Regions from separate parts of the Macaca mulatta genome. Here region 1 is linked to region 2. A link is a contact called in public Hi-C data. All regions are on one chromosome and are shown on one strand. The core of a region is the stretch at or near the end of the contact, and the rest is flanking DNA. Distances in the headings are between cores, read along the strand shown.

The links. A called contact is a pair of places that touch in the nucleus more often than the background predicts.
Region 1: a Hi-C map of cortical neurons shows a contact between it and region 2, with 5 times the contacts expected there. The contact joins the promoter of EIF2S2 here to the promoter of CHMP4B in region 2. A contact is called at or near these places in 2 of 14 Hi-C or Micro-C datasets (blood and cortical neurons).

What each region holds. Positions count from the first base shown.
Region 1 is chr10:86,880,267-86,882,966 of T2T-MMU8v2.0, reverse strand. It overlaps EIF2S2 (eukaryotic translation initiation factor 2 subunit beta), which reads left to right and starts at 1,348. Exons shown (of 9, transcript NM_001266866.1): 1 at 1,348-1,411. The coding sequence starts at 1,397.
Region 2 is chr10:86,578,257-86,580,956 of T2T-MMU8v2.0, reverse strand. CHMP4B (charged multivesicular body protein 4B) reads right to left here and starts at 1,309. Exons shown (of 5, transcript XM_001105255.5): 1 at 1,009-1,309. The coding sequence starts at 1,198. It overlaps LOC144332064 (a long non-coding RNA gene), which reads left to right and starts at 297. Exons shown (of 5, transcript XR_013399814.1): 1 at 297-600.

The sequences.
Region 1 (2,700 bases), core at 99-2,598, 300 kb before region 2:
ATTATAGGCGCCTACCGCCACACGCGGCAACTTTTTCTATTTTTAGTAGGGACGAGGTTTCGCCATGTTGGCCAGGATGGTCTTGAACTCCTGACCTCAGGTGATCCGCCCGCCTTGGCCTCCCAAAGTGCTGGGATTACAAGCGTGAGCCACCACACCCGGCCAGTTCTACTTTCTTATTATGTAAGAATTATAGGCCGGGCGAGGTGGCTCATGCCTGTAATCCCAGCTACTCGAGAGGCTGAAGCAGAATCGCTTGAATTCGGGAGGCAGAGCTTGCAGTGAACCGATATCTCGCCACTGCACTCCAGCCTGGGCGACAGACAGAGCGAGTCTCAAAAAAAAAAAAAAAAAATTATTAAATTACCCAATCATAGAATTACCCCCACCTCCTGACTGCATCTAATCCAGAGAGAAGCTCTGCTTCCTTAAACCCTGCCCAAATCCTGTAAATTCTTTCCAACACCCTCTTCTCAAGACGTCCCGGTGTTTTCCACAGTGTACTGCCCTCCCTGCAAGACCATAAACCCCACCTTTTCCAACTACAGGAGTGTTCTTGACGGTCTTTGGCTGGAGGGCACTGCCGCAGTGAGACCTCCCTGAAGGGTCTCTGCTGTTTTTAGGTCTAAAAGGAAATTCCGTGGTGCAGCCAGAGCGTTCAGTCAGATTTCATAAACAAGTATTTTGAGGCTTCCCGACAGTTGCCTCTTGCGTGGCTGTTTCTCCTCAGGAGATGCTATCTCTCCTGGGAGAAGATCGGGAAGATACTTTGGTTTCTGACCTCCTAAGCAGAAAACCAGCCGTCAAATTTCTCATGAAGTAAAAACCCTCAGGGAGGTGAGCGCCTCCAGCTCCAACTCAGAATTTCTGAAACACCATGACGCCCCGGGGTCAAGTGGGAAACTAAAGGTCGAGCGGGTTCATACGACTCAGTGTCTAAGCCACTACCCTAATCCAGGAGGAAGGGACCCCAATTCACTCTACAAGCAGCGCAAGAGAACGCTCCAAAACGCTGAGGCAGTATCAACAACCTAACCTTCTTCCGGCTGCCGCTCGCTCGGTCGTCGAGCGCAGGTCGCTGGGAGGCTACAGCGCAAGCGCAATCCGCTTATAGGTGGACTACAAGTCCCGGCATGCCTGGCTACGCGGCGTCGCCTGGTAACTCGCGCCACACGAAGCGCGCTAGGTTGGCTCTTCTGCGCGCCTGCGCCTTGGCCAGCTCTGCGCAGGCGCATTTCCAACGCTTGGAGGAGAGGGCGGGGTGTCGTTCCCTTTCGCTGATGCAAGAGCCTAGTGCGGTGGTGGGAGAGGTATCGGCAGGAGCCGCGCTGCCGCCGGGGCCTGGGGCTGACCCGTCTGACTTCCCGTCCGTGCCGAGCCCACTCGAGCCGCAGCCATGTCTGGGGACGAGGTGAGGGTCTGAGCCCGGCGTTAGGGCTAACTAAGGACTGAGGCGAAAAGCCGAACCCACTCCAGTGTGGGAGACCGGGCCTGCGGCCTAGCAGCTGGCCGCCGCCATGTGGGGCAGCCGGGCCTAGGCGGCCCGGAGCGGCAGAGCCGGCGAGGACTCCGGAGCCGCAGGCTTGGCTGCAGCGCGCTTTCCTCAGGGCGGCGGCGCCGAGGCGGACCTCCTGCCGTGGCTGGCGTTTCCGGAATGGAGAGCACACGTTGAGTCGCCCTCCCTGAAGGGGCTCGAATGCCCAGTTAATTCCCCGAACGAGATTGGGGCTGGCGATCCCTGCATTCCTTTCTGCTCGGCACTGCCGCCCCAGCTCGCCTCACTGGGTGCCGCGAGGAGCTCTCTTAGCTTGGTAGAACGCCCTCGTTAAAACTTTCTAGGCTGTCTTGTCGGGGCCGGTATCCCGCCCTCGTTTGCCTTCCTAGCATTGCTTTTTAAAAAGACGAGGGGGTGATGGGATTAGAACGAGAGAAAAAGATTCTGCAGCCTCAGGAAGTGACTGACCTTCCCGGAAAGTTTCCGGGTGAGCCCCCGAGCTTCCCTTAACAGAGGGCTCCCAGCGACGTGAGCGGGAAGTCCGGGCTGTGAAACTGGCTGGATCTTTTTCTGCCGTGGTGCTTGGAACTCAGTGAATTTCCTCAAATCCCTTTCCCCCAGATTTATCCTAGTTGATATAATATCTACCGACTTAAAATGAAGTTGATTTTAAGTACTCTCAGTAGGTATTGCTTAACATTGGGGGAGGCCCTGTACGGTGTTGAGAATTTCCTCAGGCAATAGGAAGCCTTGATCACAAGGGCAAAGGAATGGCCGAGAAAGGCCAGTAAATGTGCTCACAGGAAGTAGAATAATCTTCAGTTTGGTGACAGTTAAGGGGTGAACACTTGACAAACAGGTAATGATTAATTCATGGAGGGCTGTGAAGACGAAGTTAAGGAATTTGGAATGTATTCTGGAGGGGATTCCAGTCTCTTAGACTTGGTTCTCACAACAGTCCTGTAAAATAGGTCTGTTGTGCCCATTTTAGAGATGAAAAAATTGAGTGTTACAGAGTTGTATAATGCCCATGATCAAATACTAAGTGGCTGAGCCAGTAGAATTCCAGATTGACTAGGATCTTAATGGCTTACAGAAACTGAAAGTTTGTAGATGGTCCTTGGCGGTTATGATAGACATTGCTCTAGGCTGCTGTATTTCAAATGTTCTGAGAGTGGCAGTGTTTCACACTTGTTTTGTTTCTA
Region 2 (2,700 bases), core at 60-2,559:
GAAGGGATGTCGTTCTGTGTTTCACTCTCACACGGCCATAACAAGAAAAAGCAAACATTTCTAAACAGCTTTACAGTTTTAAAGCATTTTCACATTCATCTCACTTAAGAAAAACACAAAGCACTTAGAATGCCCAGAAAGCTATACAACAACAGGAAGTAAAGTAAGCAGTGCTTCAAGATTCGATGCCGGGGCCCTGAATCCCAGTAGTGGGGACTGGGGAGGAGTCGGGAGTCTCTATTTCTGGTTCAGAGGGATGGGGAAGCGGTGAGTCACGGGGTGAAGGCTTGCGCCACGGGAAACTTTGGTAAGGCCAAGCTATGAGGCAACAAAAAGTGAATCACAACGCTAGAAGACACCTTAGGCCTCAACTGAGGCCAAACCCTGGCTGACGGATGGGGAAACTGAGGCCTCAAAGGGACAGCAACTTGCTCAAGTTCACTTAGCAAGTGAACAAGCAGGAATCAGGGGATCTCCTCTCCCCCAGTCCCCTTTTCTCTCCACCAAGGAGGCTTTTCAACGAGAATTCTGAGTTAAGAGGATGGCGGAGACGCCAAGGGCAGCTCACAGATTCCTCCGAGGAGCCGGGAGAGGGCACAGGTAGGACCAGGAAGCACAGAAATGCTGGGATGGGGGCAGAAATGAGCCGAGGAGCAGGCAGGGGCAGTAGCTAGGCAGGTGGGTGAGGCCAAAGGGAGCAGAAAAAGGCGGAAGAGAAAGGGACAGTGTGAGGACGGAGGAAAGTGCTGTGAGATTGGGTCTGAAGGGGCCTCGCGGGGTGGAGAGAGGGTGAGAGGAGAGAGCAGAATAAGTCTGACGATGGAAAAGTCCAGGGATCGCGAAGACATTGAAGGGAGTCGGAGAGGGGGTCCCAGACCCGGCAAGAAGTCTGACCCGGAGAGTTCCAGGGTCAGACCAGACCCCGAGGTGAGTCACGAAGGGGGAAGTCCGGGCCCAGGGATCCTGGGGGGAGCCCGTGGGAAGTCTGAAGGGGCCGGGCCGCCTCACCGCGCTTGTTTTTGGTGCCGTGCTTCTTGGCGGCCGTCAGCTCCTGCTCGATTTTCTTCTCTAGGAACTCCTGTTTCTTGCTTAACATCTCCTCCGTGTCCCGCAGCCGCTGGATGGCCTCCTGGGGGGTCGGGCCGCCCTTGCCGGCCTTACCCCCTCCAGCCCCGAACAGCTTCCCGAACACCGACATGGTTGCTGCTCGCCGCGCCGGCCTTCGCCGCCCGCTCCGGCTCGGCTCGGCTCGGCTCGGCTCCGGCGCCCGCTCCCAGCCCCGCCGCTCCCTGCCGCCGCAGGCCTCTCCTCCGCCTCCGCCTCCGCCCCGCAGCTGGGCCCGGCCGCGCCACCTCCCACAGGCCCCCACGCCCGGTCCGGCCGGCGTCAGGGCAACGCGCCGCTGACTACAACTCCCGGTGGGCAACGCGCCGGCCGCACCTCAAATCTAATGGAGGGAAGCGCGCTGCATGCCGGGAGGCTATAGTCTTCCGGCTTCAGGCGCTCCGCGGCGCGTCTTTTTGGTCTAGCTGGGGTCAAAGGGCGTGTGGCATGGTGGGAAATGTAGTCTTCTTGGCCTGTGCTCTGTAGGAGTAGTATAACAGTAAGACAAATAACAGTAAGTGTGCAACACTGCTCAAAAATGTATTGCTAGAATGGGATACCGGTATGCTTGAACTTTACATTATGTGAAGTTGTCTTAAAAGCGTGAAGGCAATAGTTGTTTTCAATTTCAACCTGTCAGTTCTGTGGTCACAGAAGCAAAGCAGTATCTTCTCCAGTTAAGTACGGTTGTCTGCGATTTTACTTTCAGCAGTTTCACTTGTCCAACTAAGGTCTGACAGTATTAAATAGAAAATTCCAGAAATAAAGAATTCATAAGTTTTTAATTTCCATTGACCTAATGAAATCTCATGCTATCCTGTTCCATCCCACCTGCGATGTGAATCATCCCTTTGTCCAACATACCTCTACCACCTGTTAGTCACTTACCAGCTTAGGAGTTATCAGATGGATTGTCACGGTGTTTCAGTGCTTTCGTTCGAGTAACCCTCATTTTACTAAATAATGGCCTAAAGTGCAAGAGTAGTAACGCTGGCAGTTTGGATATGCCAAACTGAAGCTGTAAAGTGCTTCTTTTAAATGTAAGGATGGAAGTTCTCAGCTTAAGAAAAAAAAATCATATGCTGAGCTTACTGGGATCTGCAGTAAGAACGAATCATCTAGCCCTGGAATTGCGAAAGACATACCCAAGACTGGGCAATCTACAAAGGAAAGAGGTTTAATTGGACTTATAGTTCCAAATGGCAGGGGAAGCCTCACAATCATGGCAGAAGGCAAGGAGGAGCAAGTACCGTCTTACATGGATGGCAGCAGGCAAAGAGACAACGAGAGCCAAGCAAAAGGGGTGTCTCCTCATAAAATCATCAGATCTCATGAGACTTATTCACTACCACAAGAACAGTATGGGAGAAACTGCTGCCATGATTTAATTATCTCCTACCAGGTCCCTCCCACAACAGTGGGAATTATGGGAGATATGATTCAAGATGAGATTTGAGTGGGGACACAGCCAAACTATATCAAGTACCAACTACAAGCAATTAGTGTTAGTCACCTGGACCTCTGGGTTGAAAAGAATTTTGAGGCTGCATCAGAAATTCTTGTAAAAAAGTGCCAAGATTGGCCTGGCATGGCGGC